Regions from separate parts of the Sus scrofa genome. Here all the other regions are linked to region 3. A link is a contact called in public Hi-C and HiChIP or PLAC-seq data. All regions are on one chromosome and are shown on one strand. Each heading gives the region's core, a stretch centred on a gene start, on an enhancer-like site or on the middle of the called end of the contact. The rest is flanking DNA. Distances are from core to core; before and after follow the strand shown.

The links. Hi-C and Micro-C count contacts between places; a contact is called where the count stands out from the background. HiChIP or PLAC-seq counts read pairs in DNA pulled down with a chosen protein or histone mark.
Region 1: a contact with region 3 is called in an H3K27ac HiChIP or PLAC-seq map of skeletal muscle, with 7 times the contacts expected there. The contact joins the promoter of UCHL1 here to the enhancer-like site in region 3. A contact is called at or near these places in 5 of 47 Hi-C or Micro-C datasets (embryonic fibroblasts, fetal liver, mesenchymal stem cells and 2 more) and 1 of 2 datasets of contacts at active chromatin or transcription factors (skeletal muscle).
Region 2: an H3K27ac HiChIP or PLAC-seq map of skeletal muscle shows a contact between it and region 3, with 4 times the contacts expected there. The contact joins two enhancer-like sites. A contact is called at or near these places in 1 of 47 Hi-C or Micro-C datasets (embryonic fibroblasts) and 1 of 2 datasets of contacts at active chromatin or transcription factors (skeletal muscle).
Region 4: a Hi-C map of skeletal muscle shows a contact between it and region 3, with 5 times the contacts expected there. The contact joins the promoter of LIMCH1 here to the enhancer-like site in region 3. A contact is called at or near these places in 7 of 47 Hi-C or Micro-C datasets (brain, fetal skeletal muscle, omental adipose tissue and 2 more) and 1 of 2 datasets of contacts at active chromatin or transcription factors (skeletal muscle).

Annotation. Positions count from the first base shown.
Region 1 is chr8:32,351,524-32,355,023 of Sscrofa11.1, reverse strand. It overlaps UCHL1 (ubiquitin carboxyl-terminal esterase L1 (ubiquitin thiolesterase)), which reads right to left and starts at 1,258. Exons shown (of 9, transcript NM_213763.2): 1 at 1,209-1,258; 2 at 1,079-1,090; 3 at 514-642. The coding sequence starts at 1,241.
Region 2 is chr8:32,485,075-32,488,435 of Sscrofa11.1, reverse strand. All of the region lies in intron 1 of LIMCH1 (LIM and calponin homology domains-containing protein 1), which reads right to left. Among named protein-coding and RNA genes, the nearest start is that of LIMCH1, 54 kb to the right of the region's middle. Within about 2 kb of position 1,480, at least 5 of the 83 cell types and tissues checked have an H3K27ac peak or open chromatin away from gene starts, as enhancers often do. A contact at or near this core is called in skeletal muscle, where this site is marked.
Region 3 is chr8:32,745,770-32,749,485 of Sscrofa11.1, reverse strand. The region is part of intron 21 of LIMCH1 (LIM and calponin homology domains-containing protein 1); the gene reads right to left. Among named protein-coding and RNA genes, the nearest start is that of PHOX2B, 99 kb to the left of the region's middle. Within about 2 kb of position 2,290, at least 9 of the 83 cell types and tissues checked have an H3K27ac peak or open chromatin away from gene starts, as enhancers often do. A contact at or near this core is called in embryonic fibroblasts and skeletal muscle, where this site is marked.
Region 4 is chr8:32,431,423-32,435,136 of Sscrofa11.1, reverse strand. It overlaps LIMCH1 (LIM and calponin homology domains-containing protein 1), which reads right to left and starts at 2,102. Exons shown (of 35, transcript XM_021101157.1): 1 at 1,600-2,102. The coding sequence starts at 1,695.

The sequences.
Region 1 (3,500 bases), core at 9-2,508, 390 kb after region 3:
GACCCAGGCAGTGGAGGTGGAGCATTAAAGAACCTATTGTTTTCTTCTGGTTTAGGCAAGCCATCCCCCTCCATTTTACAGCTAAGTAGGAGTCTGAGAACCAAACAATAAAAGTGACAGGTCACAGCCCTTAAAAGGAAAACCACCAGCCATTTCTTGTTATGGAAGACTCAGAAGAGCCTAGGTTCAGCCTGTACTCAGGAGCAGGATGAACTGCCTTCCTGCATAATTAGGATGATGGAGATGCCGCTTCTCCTCCAAATTTAAGGCAATGCCGGATGTATGAGCGAGGAGACAATAAACTCTAGCATCACACCAGGACCCCCAATAAGTAGGTACCACCGAGAGATCGGTCCCCCCACCCCCGATCCCCCAAAAGAAAGGATCAATGTGCCAGGTCTAGGCGCCCAGGCCAGCCTGGTAGGAGAGCCTACACCGCCCTTTGCGCCTCACTCTGGTTTGGGAGCAGCGCGCACACTGCAGGGACTGCGCACCCCGGGCCCCACGCCCTACCTGGGCCGTGAGGGGAAAGAGCAGCAGCAGCGCGCAAGCAGGTGCTGGCACCGAGCCCAAAGACTCCTCCTCCAGTCCCAGCACGTCCGCGAAGCGCCAATGGCCGGCGACCCCGAGCCTTGTCAGCACCTGAGGAGAGGAAACAAGGCCACCAGGCGCGGACACTGGCCAGCGGGTGGTACCTGCCGGGAGGCGCGCAGGATCCACACCCTTGCGCCCCTACCCGCGGCCTGGGAGGAGCCCGGGACCCGCCCCACCCCGCCCCCAACCCGGGCCGGGCGCAATGACACAGCACAAAGCGCTGCCCACACGTGGCTCCCGCGACGCCGGGGCACCCGGGTCTGCGCCGCCCGCGCCACGCCCTCGGGAGCTCTGCTCGGGGGCTCGCATCTGAGCCCAGCCTTCTCCATCCCACCGCCGACCCGTTTCGCAGAGTCATCGCCGGACCTGATGCAGGGGCAGAGGGAGGGCGCCCCAGCCCCACCGCCTCTGGAGCGCGCAAGGCGCCGCTCAGCCCCTGCGCCTCCAGGGGAGGGGGAGAGAGGCAGCACGAGCCGTCACTCACTTTGTTCAGCATCTGAAAGGCAAATGCAAAGAAAAAAATGCAAAAATAAAAGCAGTCAGCGATACCGCTACCTGGTGAGGGCTGACCCTCGGCCCTACACTCCCTGGGTAACCGTGCACCTGACACTCACCTCCGGGTTAATCTCCATCGGTTTGAGCTGCATCTTCGCAAAAGCCGAGAGGAACCGCAACCCAAAGAAGACGAAAAACAGCAAGTGGAGCCGCCCAGCCTGCCGCTATAAAGCGCCGGCCTGACGCACTGTGGGTGCCTGCGCAGGGGGAGCAGGGGCAAAACCAAGCGAGGGGAAACGGTCAGTCGCCGCCAAATGGGCGCGAACCCCCCCATACGCAGCACGGAGTGGTACCTCCAAGCCCCCAAACCTTGCAGTCTCACTTGCTGGTGAGATAATCTGGCGGTTGTGGAGATGTGTTTTGTTGGTGGGCGTTCCTTGAGTGTGTGGAGCAGTCCTTGTGATGGAGTCTAATTTTTCGCGAAGTTTCTGGAAACCCATGCATTTGGCCATGCCAGTTAGCCGAAAGCTTAGGGTCTCTGAAGCATTGAAAAAAACAAATTCAACAGGTATATATTTAATATGAATATAAATATGTCTCCCAAATCTTGCAGCAGTTTGCATTTGACCTTCGACAATTCATCCTCCATGTTCAATCAAACCAGTACCGAGGTTCGTTTTTAATTGACTGCCTAGAATAAAACAGTCTGTGATAAAGCAGATATTGCATTAGTAATGCTGATGTAATGCGACTCCCAAGGAAGAAATGGTTGGTCTTGGGGAAGCGGTAGAGACCTGGGAGATGCGACTGTAATATCCAGCACACGCCGAGGAGGCAGGCTGTTGCAGACTTTAGGAGACAGATCTAGGAGAAAGACAGGTGTAATTTCAAGACAAGAGGCTGTAAAAGGAAAAACATTTTTTTAAAGAATAGGAGCCTTTGAAAAATAAAATTTTAAGTTCACCATAGAATAGTCCCAGTGAAAAACAAAGGTAATGGCCGCTAAAGAAACCACCGTTCTCTAATGATCTCAGGTGGGGTTTGAGAGTTTTTCCACCACCATGTTCAAAAGATGGAGACAAATAGCATATGCCTAAGAATGAATAAAAAGCACAACAATATCTGTAAGAATAGTGCAGGAAAGTGAAACCTCAGCATGAAGTGGGGCTTGCTGAACACTAAGGACATAAGAAGGTTGGGTATTTTTTCACTTATGCTCAGAACAAAATAATGATGATGGTGAACGAATAGACCTATCTTTTAGGGGGCCTGAGATTAAAAGATGACAGAGAGAAGGGACAGAATCTGCTTTTTTGTGACAATTACTTCTAACAGTGGCTAAGTTTTTTTTTGCATGTGATTTCATTTAAACCTTAGAGGAGCCAGTGAAGAAACTCTTCTCAGTGCAGTTTTACAGCTCAGAATCTGTGGCTTAGAAAGGTTAATTTGTTTTAAGATCATGACTGAAAAGTAAAACTGAGAAGTAAATTCCGGTAAATTGGGCTCAAGGAACTCATTCTCTTTTCAAAACTCTACTACATTCCGCTTCTATTTTCTTCCCATTTTTACCATCAGAAAAATGACCTTCACATGGAAAATGAGAGAGGAAAAGACATTAGTAAGAAGAACTTAATGGATGAATTTTATGGTATGTAAATTATGCCTCAGTGAAGTTTTTGGTTTTTGTTTGTTTTTTTGTTTTTTGTTTTTTTTTAAAGGCTTAAGGAGTTCCCTTGCTGCATGGCTGGTTAAGGATTGGGCATTGTCACTGCAGCAGCTTGGGTCACTTGCTGTGGCACAGGTTCAATCCCAGACCTGGGAATATCTATGTGCTGTGGGTGCAGCCAAAAAAATTATTGATTAATTAATTTAAAAACTTAAAAAGCTTGAAAGCTGTGACAAGTGAATAGTAGTACAAGAATACCTGGCTACATTAAATGAGTTCTTTTTTTTTTTTTTTTTTTTTTGGTCTTTTGTAGGGCCACACTCTCAGCATATGGAGGTTCCCAGGCTAGGGGTCTAATTAGAGCTGTAGCTGCTGGCCTATACCACAGCCACAGCAAAGCCAGATCCGAGCCATGTCTTCGCCCTACACCACAGCTCACGGCAACACCAGATCCTTAACCCACTGAGCGAAGCCAGGGATCGAACCCACAACCTCATGGTTCCTAGTCAGATTCGTTAACCACTGTGCCACGGCGGGAACTCCGTAACAACTCATTCAAGGAGTTCCTGTCGTAGCTCATTGGTTAACGAATCTGACTAGGAACCATGAGGTTGCGGGTTCGGTCCCTGCCCTTGCTCAGTGGGTTAACGATCTGGCATTACCGTGAGCTGTGGTGTAGGTTGCAGATGCGGCTCGGCGTTGCTGTGGCTCTGGCCTGGGCCAGTGGCTACAGCTCTGATTGGAC
Region 2 (3,361 bases), core at 231-2,730, 260 kb after region 3:
GGTATCAACTGGGCCTTGAATCACCACCTCCCTTCTTTCTGGAAGGCAATACAGTCAAAATGCATTCACCTTTGGGCTATTCTGCTTAAATCAGCCCTGTCTTTTTTTTCCCTGTGCTTTCATTCAGAATTTGATTTTTTTTTTTCTGGTTTACATAAAAGGATTTTGGTAGCCTAAGATATAAAGCCCTTCCATAGCTCCATTTTCAGCAATTCCTAACACAATACTCTTTCTTAGCTATTCTAAAGCAGATTAAAGAGACACCATCATGATTTTTTTTCCTCTTTCATTTTTAAGGAATTTAAATCAAAGCAACTGCACTGGAGGAAAGGCTTTAATTAAAAGGACCAGAACTTCCAGTTAAAGAATAAGTCACAGGGATGTAATGCAGAGCATAAGGAATATAGTAACAGTATTGTGATAACTTTGTGTGGTGACAGATGGTAACTAGACTTAGTGGTAATCATTTTGTAATGTATAAAAAATACCGAATCACTATACTGCACATCTGAAACGAATGTAATATTGTAAGTCAACTCTACGTCAATTTTTGAAAAAGAGGAAATGAGTTTCCATCCTGGCTCAGCAGAAATGAATCTAACTAGGAGCCATGAGAACAGGTTCGATCCCTGGCCTCACTCAACGGGTTAAAGATTTGGCACTGCCCTGAGCTGTGGTGTAGGTCACAGATGCAGTTCAGATCTGGCGTTGCTGTGGCTGTGGCATAGGCCAGCGGCTACAGCTCTGATTCGACCCCTAACCTGGGAACCCCTGCATGCCATGGGTGAGGCCCTAAAAAGACAAAAATTAAAAATAACAAAAAGAGGGAAAAAGTAAGTAAAATCCAGGATAAACCCCTGTTGAATTTTAGCATAAACAGTTGCACACAACTTTATAATGTTTAGACTAATAAAAAGCACAGTACCACAGAAGAGGGAATCAAGTTGGCTATTACTCCCCTCAATCAACTCGTAACAAGAAAACTAACTTAACATTAGCCCTTCTGATCGGAATGAGTAAACAGGGCAATTTTCACATTGTTTCAAATTACACTGCAGCTGTAAAACCTGGCAACATTATTGAAGGAAAAGAGCCAAGAATGGACTTCTAAAGGATTACTACAGTGGTACTGTATTATGACATAATTTATAGGAACCGCCCATCGGTTAATTTCAACACAATTTCTGAACAAAAACTCAACCAATTTATAGCTATCGAATCTTTACCCTTCCTCATTTAGGTATAAATGACAGCTTTTTAGTGACAGCAAGGAGACCTAAATTGTTTATAAAGATTAATCAAATCAGTCAATATTTACCCGTTCCCCGTTTATTACTCATTATCCCTGGATACATTTTCTGACTCACCTAAATTGTGTATTGTTCAAATCTGAAATGTCATAATGGAAATAGTCTACTAGTAGCATCAATCCCCTTGACGTTCTAGGCCCAGAGGAGCCCCAAGGAAGGTTGTTTGCTGAATATTTCCTAATGCACTGATTCAAAATTCAAGCCGTGGATTTCAGATGCTCATGAGTAATAATGAATCAAATGTCATTGCTTACTAACAATGTTTGCTTTTTTTTAAATTTGGCATGAAAAATAAGCCAAGGCCTGGCATCACTACAAGATTAAGAAGTCATATCACAGGATTGCAAGGCAAGTTTCCAAGGTTAAGCAATTAAAAAAAAAAGAAAAGTTCCCCAATTGAAGTAAGCACACTCTCCCATACTGACCTACACAACCCATGCTGACCAAGACGGAGCTAGTAAATGCCATAAAACACTTTTAATCAGGATACAGATGCAGACAAATTATTCTGGGCCATTGGTTCCTGCAGCTAAAGTGAAAATCCTTAATTCGAAGACCAATTTGCTGATCATTCTTGGAATTTATCAGAGAAACATCAGGACCAATTTAAGTGCTAGAAGATTCCATAGCAATAATTGTTGGCCCAACAATTGTTCCATCTTGGAAGCTTACCTTCAGTGCAGTCCAAGTGAACTCCCAAAAGTTCAAACCATCACAGATGTTTAAGAAAGGCCTAAACAAAGTGAAGATGCTATTTCAGGCAAAAGCAACATCTATTGACTCGACTATTCTTTTTGATTCCATAGATTCACACAAGAAACAACCCTATTTAGTTTTTATTTCTTATCCATTCCCTACTTTTGCTCAGAGCAAATAGATACTACATAGTTAGCAACAGGAGAAAAAATGGAAAAGCCAACAATTTTAATGTGAGAATGTGCCTATTTTGAGAGTCAGCAGGAAGTACTGGCTGTGAGAAATTTGACAAGAAATTTGGACAAGTTTCTTGACTAGTCGGAGTCTCGGTTTCCTCATTTCTGAAATGGGATAGTAATAGGTGTCGTTAGCCTGTGATAAGTACAAAACCGCACACAGCAGTTGTGTTATACTTGCATGAAGTTAGAGAAATCCAGCTACACAGATTCCACAGGGAGTTTCTACGAGGATATCTTAGGATGAGCCTTTTACTGCACTGAGTGGGATGCTAGCATTAAAAGGTATCCCCTTTTCAATATAATTGGCCCCTTGGTGCAAATCACCTATTAATTCATGCAACACATGTATACTGATCACTCTTCCTGGCCTTGGGATACAGCAGGGAAGGAAAGCAACAAAATCCTTGGAGGTAACATTCTAAAGCTCAACTACTGGGAGCTTGGGGTTAAGAGATGCAAACTATTGCCTTTGGAATGGATTAGCAATGAGATCGTGCTGTGTAGCATTGGGAACTATATCTAATCACTTATGATGGAGCGTGATAATGGGAGAAAAAAGAATGTATACATGTATGTGTAACTGGGTCACCATGCTGTACAGTAGAAAAAAATCATATTGGGGAAATAACAATAAAAAAATTTTTTTCATAAAAAAAAAAATAAAGCGAACTGAGGAAGAGTGGCCATTAAGGTATTTCAAGGATAATTTTCATATACACATTTTCACCTTATCTACAGACTTAAAGTTTAAAACCTGATCCTGGGAGTTCCCGTCGTGGCGCAGTGGTTAACGAATCCGACTAGGAACCATGAGGTTGCGGGTTCGGTCCCTGCCCTTGCTCAGTGGGTTAACGATCCGGCGTTGCCGTGAGCTGTGGTGTAGGTTGCAGACGTGGCTCGGATCCCACGTTGCTGTGGCTCTGGCGTAGGCCAGTGGCTACAGCTCCGATTCGACCCCTAGCCTGGGAACCTCCATATGCCGCGGGGAGCGGCCCAAAGAAATAGCAAAAAGACAAAAAAAAAAAAAAAAAAAAAAAAAAAAAATAAAATAAATAAATAAAACCTGATCCTTGCGTAAGACAAGACTTGAAAGGGAATTTAAAATATCATAGGTGC
Region 3 (3,716 bases), core at 1,041-3,540:
CATGGGGTGGCCAAAAAAGGAAAAAAAAAAATAATAATAAAGTTCTTGAGAACACTGGTGTTTCCAATGAATAGAAATAAATAACTATAAAGACTGAGCCAAAGCCTTCCCAGCCCAAACAGGAACAAATGAATGGACATATTTTATTAAACCCTAGATGCCATCAATTTTAATTATATTATTTTAGGTACTATTAAGAAAGAAAATACACTGCCTGTTAAACAGGACACACTATTTTTTATAAGCTATAATTTGATTTAGAGATGCTCAAATGTGGCAAGTGTACATGAAGTCCCATAATTCATGAAGTCCTTTAGATGTGATTTATAATGCAAAGGAGACAAAATCCTCAAGCACCACTTCACTAAGGACTATTTACTAGCACACCTCATTCCAGTAATGCAGAACTGCCACTTTCAGGAATGTCCATGTTTCTGGATGTATTTATTTTTTTCTTTTTTTTTGTCTTTTTAGGGGTGCACTCGTGGCATATAGAGATTCCCAGGCTGGGGGTCAAATCAGAGCTGTAGCTGCCAGCCTACACCACACTCACAGCAATGCTGGATCCTTAACCCACTGAGCAAACCCAGGTTCTCATGGGTACTAGTTGGGTTCGTTAACTGCCGAGCCATGATGGGAACTCCTCTGGATGCATTTCTCTGTGGCTTAACACTCAAACACTGAACACCCAGATGACCCAATTTCTCTTCGCTTAAAATGAAGGTTACATACTATTGTTACTGTAGCCACAATCAATATTTACTGTATTTACACGTGTCAGTATAATTATCTTCCTTAGTTCTCAGCACAAGTCTATTAAGTTTGTACCAATAAGATTCCCTTTATACACAGGTGAGGAAGCTGGGGCCCAGGAGGCTAAGCGACTTATCCAGTGTCATGCTGCTAGTAGGTGGGGAGGTGGGAACCCCGACTTGTGTGGGTAGCCTCAATGCTCCACCATCTGGGCTGGGAGTCACACCCACTTCCAAGTCATCCTCAGGTATTTAAAGGTTCTTGACCCATAAGAATGGGGCCAGAACCAGAGCATCCCAAGTTTATTGCTACAATGGTTCAAACTGCCTTTGCCACACCCTGTCCCTCTCATCCATTCGGGCTCATCCTTTCCTTTCGACCTCTCATCCATTTATCATGCAAAAGATGAGAACCCTCCAGAATCTCTCAGGACAGGGGGCAATTTAGCCATGTCTTCACTTCCCAGGGCAGTTGAGGCCAGACCACCGCAGCCATCCCCGCGTCTTGGAGCTTTCCATCCAAGCCAGGTTAGGGGTGGGGGTGGAGGTGTCCGGGGGCCCAGCACTGTATCTGGCAAAGAGCCAACATGGAATCCGTGCCAGGTAAGCCAATGTTAGATACAAGACTTATGGCAATTATACTCACAGGTTTCGTTTCAATGCATCCTAGTCACCCAAATCAGGCTATGACTAGCAAAATATTCAAGATAAATTAAGAGAAAAGGCAAGTTACAACAATGTGAATAACATGAGCCCATGTTAAAAAAAATATTATAAATACACCGAGAAAAAGAAGAGAAGGACACATTTTTGAAACTCTTGATTTCGGAGTGGCTGGAGTAAGAGGGAGCTTCCATTCTCTGTATGGTTTTCTGTATTCTGTTACATATGCACATAGACTGTATGGAATCAAAGGAAATCCCCAAAGCCAGTTGAATTAACTTCTGTCTGGATCCTCCATCCTGAAGGCTTGTTACTTCTGTACACCCATCATTACTGCAAAGGAAATGAGTTCGAAATTGGCAGTTTTAACCAGGGCGAAGAGACGCGGGAGAAACACACCCGCCTCGCTAGGAAATGTGCTTTCTGACCCACACTTCCCTTCGGTTACATCTGAACAGAAGAGATGCTTTCCCTTCTCCAACTGGTAACACTGCCTCAAGAATGAAAGCAAGTAAATAAAAACAGATCCCTGGACACGAATGAATGAGAGCATAGAGAGGTTACGGGCGCCCAAGCCAGGAGCTGGCTTTCCCTTGACTGAGGACAGCATCCAAACTGGCTCTGGTGCCAGACCGAGCCCTGAGGCCACGAGTGGGAGGTGACAGTCTCCTGGCTTGAGAGGGACGTGGTCCCTCCCGCCACAAATCTACCTGGCACGGGCTGCTCATTTTAACAAGAACCTTACTGGTGGACCAGTCCAGAGCCCAACTCTGAGGAATGAATTGGAAATACGGGGCAGGAGAGGAAGAATGGGGCTGCTTGAGGGGCCCTGCTTCTAGGACAGAGGATGGAGCTTGCACGAATCATTTCACCACCGAGGGCTGGAAGACGAGATGTCCAAGGTCCTTTCCTGAGCTACTATTCGGTGACTCAGAGTGATTTCCCGGCTCTAGTCTTGAATAACTCATCTGGACACCAGCCTGGAAAACCAGACTATTTATGTCTTGGCATCAGGACTCAGGTGCCACATAAGCCACGTGTGTGTTTCCCCTTTCACTTTTGTGTCACCAAATACCTATATTCACTGGACAAAAGAGGAGCTACATGCAGCCCTAGGCTCCCCACTCCTCAAACTTTTCAAACCATGTGCAGGTCTGATCCAGGTCAGATGGACTAGGTTTTTTTGTTTGCTTTTTTTTTTTTTTTTTTAATTGTCCCTTTCTTGCTTGCTTTCTTTCTCTTTCTTTCTTTCTCTTTTTTCCCTTTTCTTTTCTTTCTTTCCTTCTCTCTCTCCCTTCTTTCCTTCCTTCCTTTCTTTTGTTATGCAGGATAGGATAAGAACACTGACCTGGGTGATTCAAAATGGGCCATTTATCGTTACCAAAAACAGGAGACCTGCCATCAAACAATGAAGCCATGCAGATATCAGCCTTGGAGCATCTCCCTGGAATCTTTTTCCCATACAAATAAGGGGTCCTTGCCTGAAACCCATCAGAGGATCCAAATGCACCCCCTTAGACACTCAGGGTGTAGGAGGAAATTAGTGGCCTGGGGCAAGAGAATAGGGATCCCCAAACTGATCCACGATATAGGAATATAAGGAGAGACCCAGCTGTAGCCAGGGCCAGTCCCTACCCAAGGTGGCCTGCTCTCTCTGAGGGCATCGGTAAAACTTGCTGTACATTGCTACATAATTCTTTTTTCTTTTCTTTTGGTCTTTTTAGGGCTGCACCCACAGCATATGGAGGTTCCCAGGCTAGGAATCAAGATGTAGTTGCCAGCCTACGCCATAGCCACAGCAACGCGGGATCTGAGCCCTCTGTGACTTACACCACAGCTCAGGGCAACACCAGTGAGCAATGCCAGGGATTGAACCTGTGTCCTCATGGATACTAGCTGGGTTCGTTAACCTCTGAGCCATGACAGGAACTCCTGCTACCTGACTCTTGATTGCAAACTCCGAGGCAACCAGCAGGAGCGTTTTTCACTCCGGGCAACGGGCTCGGGGCAGTGGACTGGAGCCACTCATTAAAAGAGCCCAGGTCAGAGCTGCTACACTGCAGTGTTGGTTCAAGAGGAAATTCCCTCCAACCCAGAACTGCTCCCATCCTGAGCTGATTGCTCCTGCCTGGAGAGACCGCCTGCCTCCATCCCTACGTGGCAAGACCAGTGGGTCTATCCTTGTGCTCTTGCAGCTCCTCCAGGCCAGCACAACCTCCCGCCAGACTGCCTGTCTGCATCCTTGGGGAACGAAGCCTGCTGGCTCTAAAACTGGCTCCAAACCTGGCTCCACTGCTGTGC
Region 4 (3,714 bases), core at 853-3,352, 310 kb after region 3:
GAGAATTATAGGCATCCCCTCACCACCATCCACATCCAAAATCTCTCCAGAACATTTTAAAGTGCAAAAACATGAAAAACATAGTACTCCAATTCTCAACCAAGCTAGTGACAACAAACGGCTCCTGTGTGTCCTGTGAGCCCAAGTATGCAGCACAGAGGGAGCACCTGTCACAGCCCAAGCCATGCTAACCACATGTCACAATAAAAAGCCAAGGTCTTTTTCTCATCTGGTCATGAGCCATCAAATTATAAGAGACATGATTGGGGCTTTTAAAAGCAAAGAGCCTTGAGTTTATTCTTCTGTGTCTTTAGCCCTATTTTAAAATAGGTCTTTCTAAACTCTGCCTAGCACTCTTGTTTGCATGAAGCAGATTAACCCTGTAAGGTGCAGGCCTCTGGCTGGCCCGTCAGAGCACCATTGAATGAGGGTGGTTTCCGCAGACAGCTCAGCAGATTTAAATCTGTACCATCTAGCTCTGTTACTCCAGCAGCATCAAGATGTGAGGTGCCACACGGAGTGTCAGTTAAGTGACAAGTCTGAGTACTAACATGCTTCACCGTTGCTAGATCATGACTTAGCCGTACATCTCTTCCTTTAAACTACCAGGGAGGGAGAGCAGCTTGTCCCTGAGGAAAGAGGGCCAAAATGCACCTTCCGCTGAGCCTCAAGAAAGGCCGCCCGCGGAAACAGAGGCTCACTGCACAGGTCACAGGGGGTCACCTTTCCCCCTCGCGCCCCGCAAGAGTCCTGACCCCCGCAGACACGTCTTTTCAGGGGCACAGGACCACCAAGCTGCATTTACAGATAGACATCGAGAATCAGGATCGCCCAGGGATCGCTTCCTGGACTGAGCCGAGAGCTCCAGTGATTTCCCTAGCCTGCCACCGAGTCATTTAAGAAGTAAAATATGCCAACGGGGCCCGGTACTCGGCCCCTGCGAGCCCGCCCCACCGCCTCTCGGATGGAGTAGGGGCTGCCGATGTTTGGTCTGCGCGGATGGCGCTTTCGCAGGTGGGTCTAGCAGGCTCCCCGGCCCTCTGTGCTATGCCAGCCTCACACCTGACCCAGTGCCAAGAATACAGCCCGAGGGTCCAGTGGGTACGCGCTTCCGTGGTGATATACACAGCTCTGCTTCCCAAGGGCAGGGAGGGGGCACCAACCGGCAGAATAGGACGTGGAGCAGGCCCTCTCCCCCGCCCCCCGCCAAATGCGGCCTCGGCAAGGACTCCGGAGGCTCTCGCTTAATGCGCCTTTGCGGCGCTTGGGCTCGCACTGCGCTTCCCGTGGCAGCGCCTGGAAGCGGCAGGAGCTGAGATTTGCGCTGCTGGCGGGCAGGAGGGATGGAGGCGCAGAGGACCGCTTCCTGCCCCCTACATGCACAGCGAGCGCAGTGTCCCCACTTCGCGCCCACCCTCACCCAAGTCGCCAGTACCAAAGCGTCAGAGAATCACAGCTCGCTCGAGGCCCTGGCGGGTGACCTGGCGCAGCTGGCAAAAGAAAGTGGGGGGAGGCGAGGCTCGACCTGTCGTCCGTGTGTGCGCGGGTCAGGGGCTCCGGGCGCCCCTGCAAGGCCGCCCGCCAGCCGCGGGCACCTACCTCGATCCACTTCTGCGCCTCGGAGAAGGCGGGCTCGGGGGGCGGCTCGGGCTGCAAGGGCTGAAGAGCTTCCAGACCGAGAGCGGGACAAGCCATTTGCGAAGCCCCGCGTCCACTCGAGCGCTGGGCCGCCGGGATGAGGACGGCCGCCGCCGCCGCTGCCGCCGCAGGAGCGCGCTCCCCGCCCCTTCCCGCCCGCCCGTTCTCCGGCTCTCCTCCCCCGCCGGCCCCTCCTCCGCTCGGCGCAGGTCCCCGCGGAGAGCCGCGCTGCCGCCGAGGACGCCGCCGCAGCTGTTCCCAGAGCCGCCCGGCTCGGCCGCGCCGCGAGTCCCCGCGGGAGCGAGCGCCGAGGCGCCGGGAGCTCCCTCTACCCCCACCTCCGCTCCGCCCCCCGCCCCGGGCGGGGTGTCAGCCACCGGCTAAAAATAACCGAGAGTGAGCACTGGGTGTCTCCCTCCCTGCCCACGACGCGACCGGGACAGGGACTCGGGCCAGCCGCCCCGCGCACGTCCCCGCGCCGGGCTGTCCCGGGAGAGGCGAGCGAGCCCGGCGCACGCGTCCCTGGGGAGCTAGTGCTGCCGCAGCAGGACAGTGGCCGCCCGCACCTGCAGTCCCCTCCCACTACGCGCCGCAGCAGCGGCAGTGGTGGCAAGAGGGGCAGCCCTCTAACCTGGTGCCAGGGATGTTCAATCGCCTGATCTTTTTGGAAGGGGGAAAACAAAAAAGATAAGCGACCTTTATGAGCCTTTTTCTCTCCAGGCACGCTACCTGTGTCCCCGTCTGTTGATTAATTTAACTCATCATTTTTGTGCACCTACTGTGTGCCAGGCACTGAAGTAGTCGCTGGGGACCCAGGGATGACAGAAAGAAAGAACGAGAGGGAGGGAGGACTCCAGGACCTAGCCCTCAAAATAATTATATTCTAGAGAAAATGGGGTCAAACAAAAGAAGGTAATTGTGGAGAGTGATGCTAAGAAGGTAAAAGCAGAGAAGAGAAATTATGACCTGGGAAGAGAACATTGGCTAGCTTCAAATAGTCTCTCCACCTTCACGGTGGGAGGGACCTGGGAGCCCAAGTTCCCTTCAACGGAAGGAGGCAGGAGGTCTGCAGGCTGGAGGAGAGGGAAGTGGGGATATTTATGCCCCCTCTTACTGCAAAAGGCTGGAGGATTTGGCTGCACCGCTCCAGTGAAGGCTGCAGTTTGTGTTCTCTGAGGTGCTCTGTCGCCTCTTGTCCTACGGCGGCGTGTCCCCAGGCCCAGTGGTAGCAAAGGCATCCCCATCCCATGTTGATTTTTGGCCTGCCCACTTCCTGCTAGTGGTCTCTTCATAAACTCTCCTCAGGCACCCCCAAATGAGCCTGCCTTCTGTTTTGCATGAGAGCCCAACTGATGATCAAGAAAGGTTTTTCTGACAACATGACGTGGTGAGGTGACAGGAAGGAGAAAGAAAGATGTTAACGATGCAAAAATCTGGAGAAACATTTCCAGATGGGTATAAAGGCCTTCAGGTAGAAATGAGCTTGGTGCAGGTCATGGAATCCACAGAAGGCCAGTGTGACAGGGATGACAGGCCCGATTGGGAGGGGGGAAGGCCACCCCGCAGTGGACAGGGCAAGAAGTCCGTGGGTGCCTCAGCAGCTAAGTCTCTCTTCCTGTTCAGAGTCCAAGTTTAGCCTTTGTCTAATTCTGCTGCTATAATAAGGGGATAGAACAAAAAACAGGCCTGAAATTCCACTATTACTGGCTTTGGAGTCAGACAGCCTTCAGTTTATTTACTTTTAAAACACTTATATGGCACTTGAATTGTGCCAGGCACTGTTTTAAGTGCATTACAAATAATTGACTAACTCATTCCCTAGTCCAACCCTGTAAGATAGACTATTTCCATCCCTAGGAAAAAACCAGGGGACAGAGAAGGGGGTGTCACACAGCTGGTGAGCAGCACAGCCCTGATTCAAGCCCAGACAGACTGGCGCCAGATCTGCCCTTAACCGCACACCGAGCTGCCTGGCCAGTAGTCCCCATCCAGACTCTGCCACTTACAAGATGTGCCTCAGTTTCCTTATCTCAAATGAGGTTGAAAGGGCAACATTTCAGGAAATCATTGTGAGGG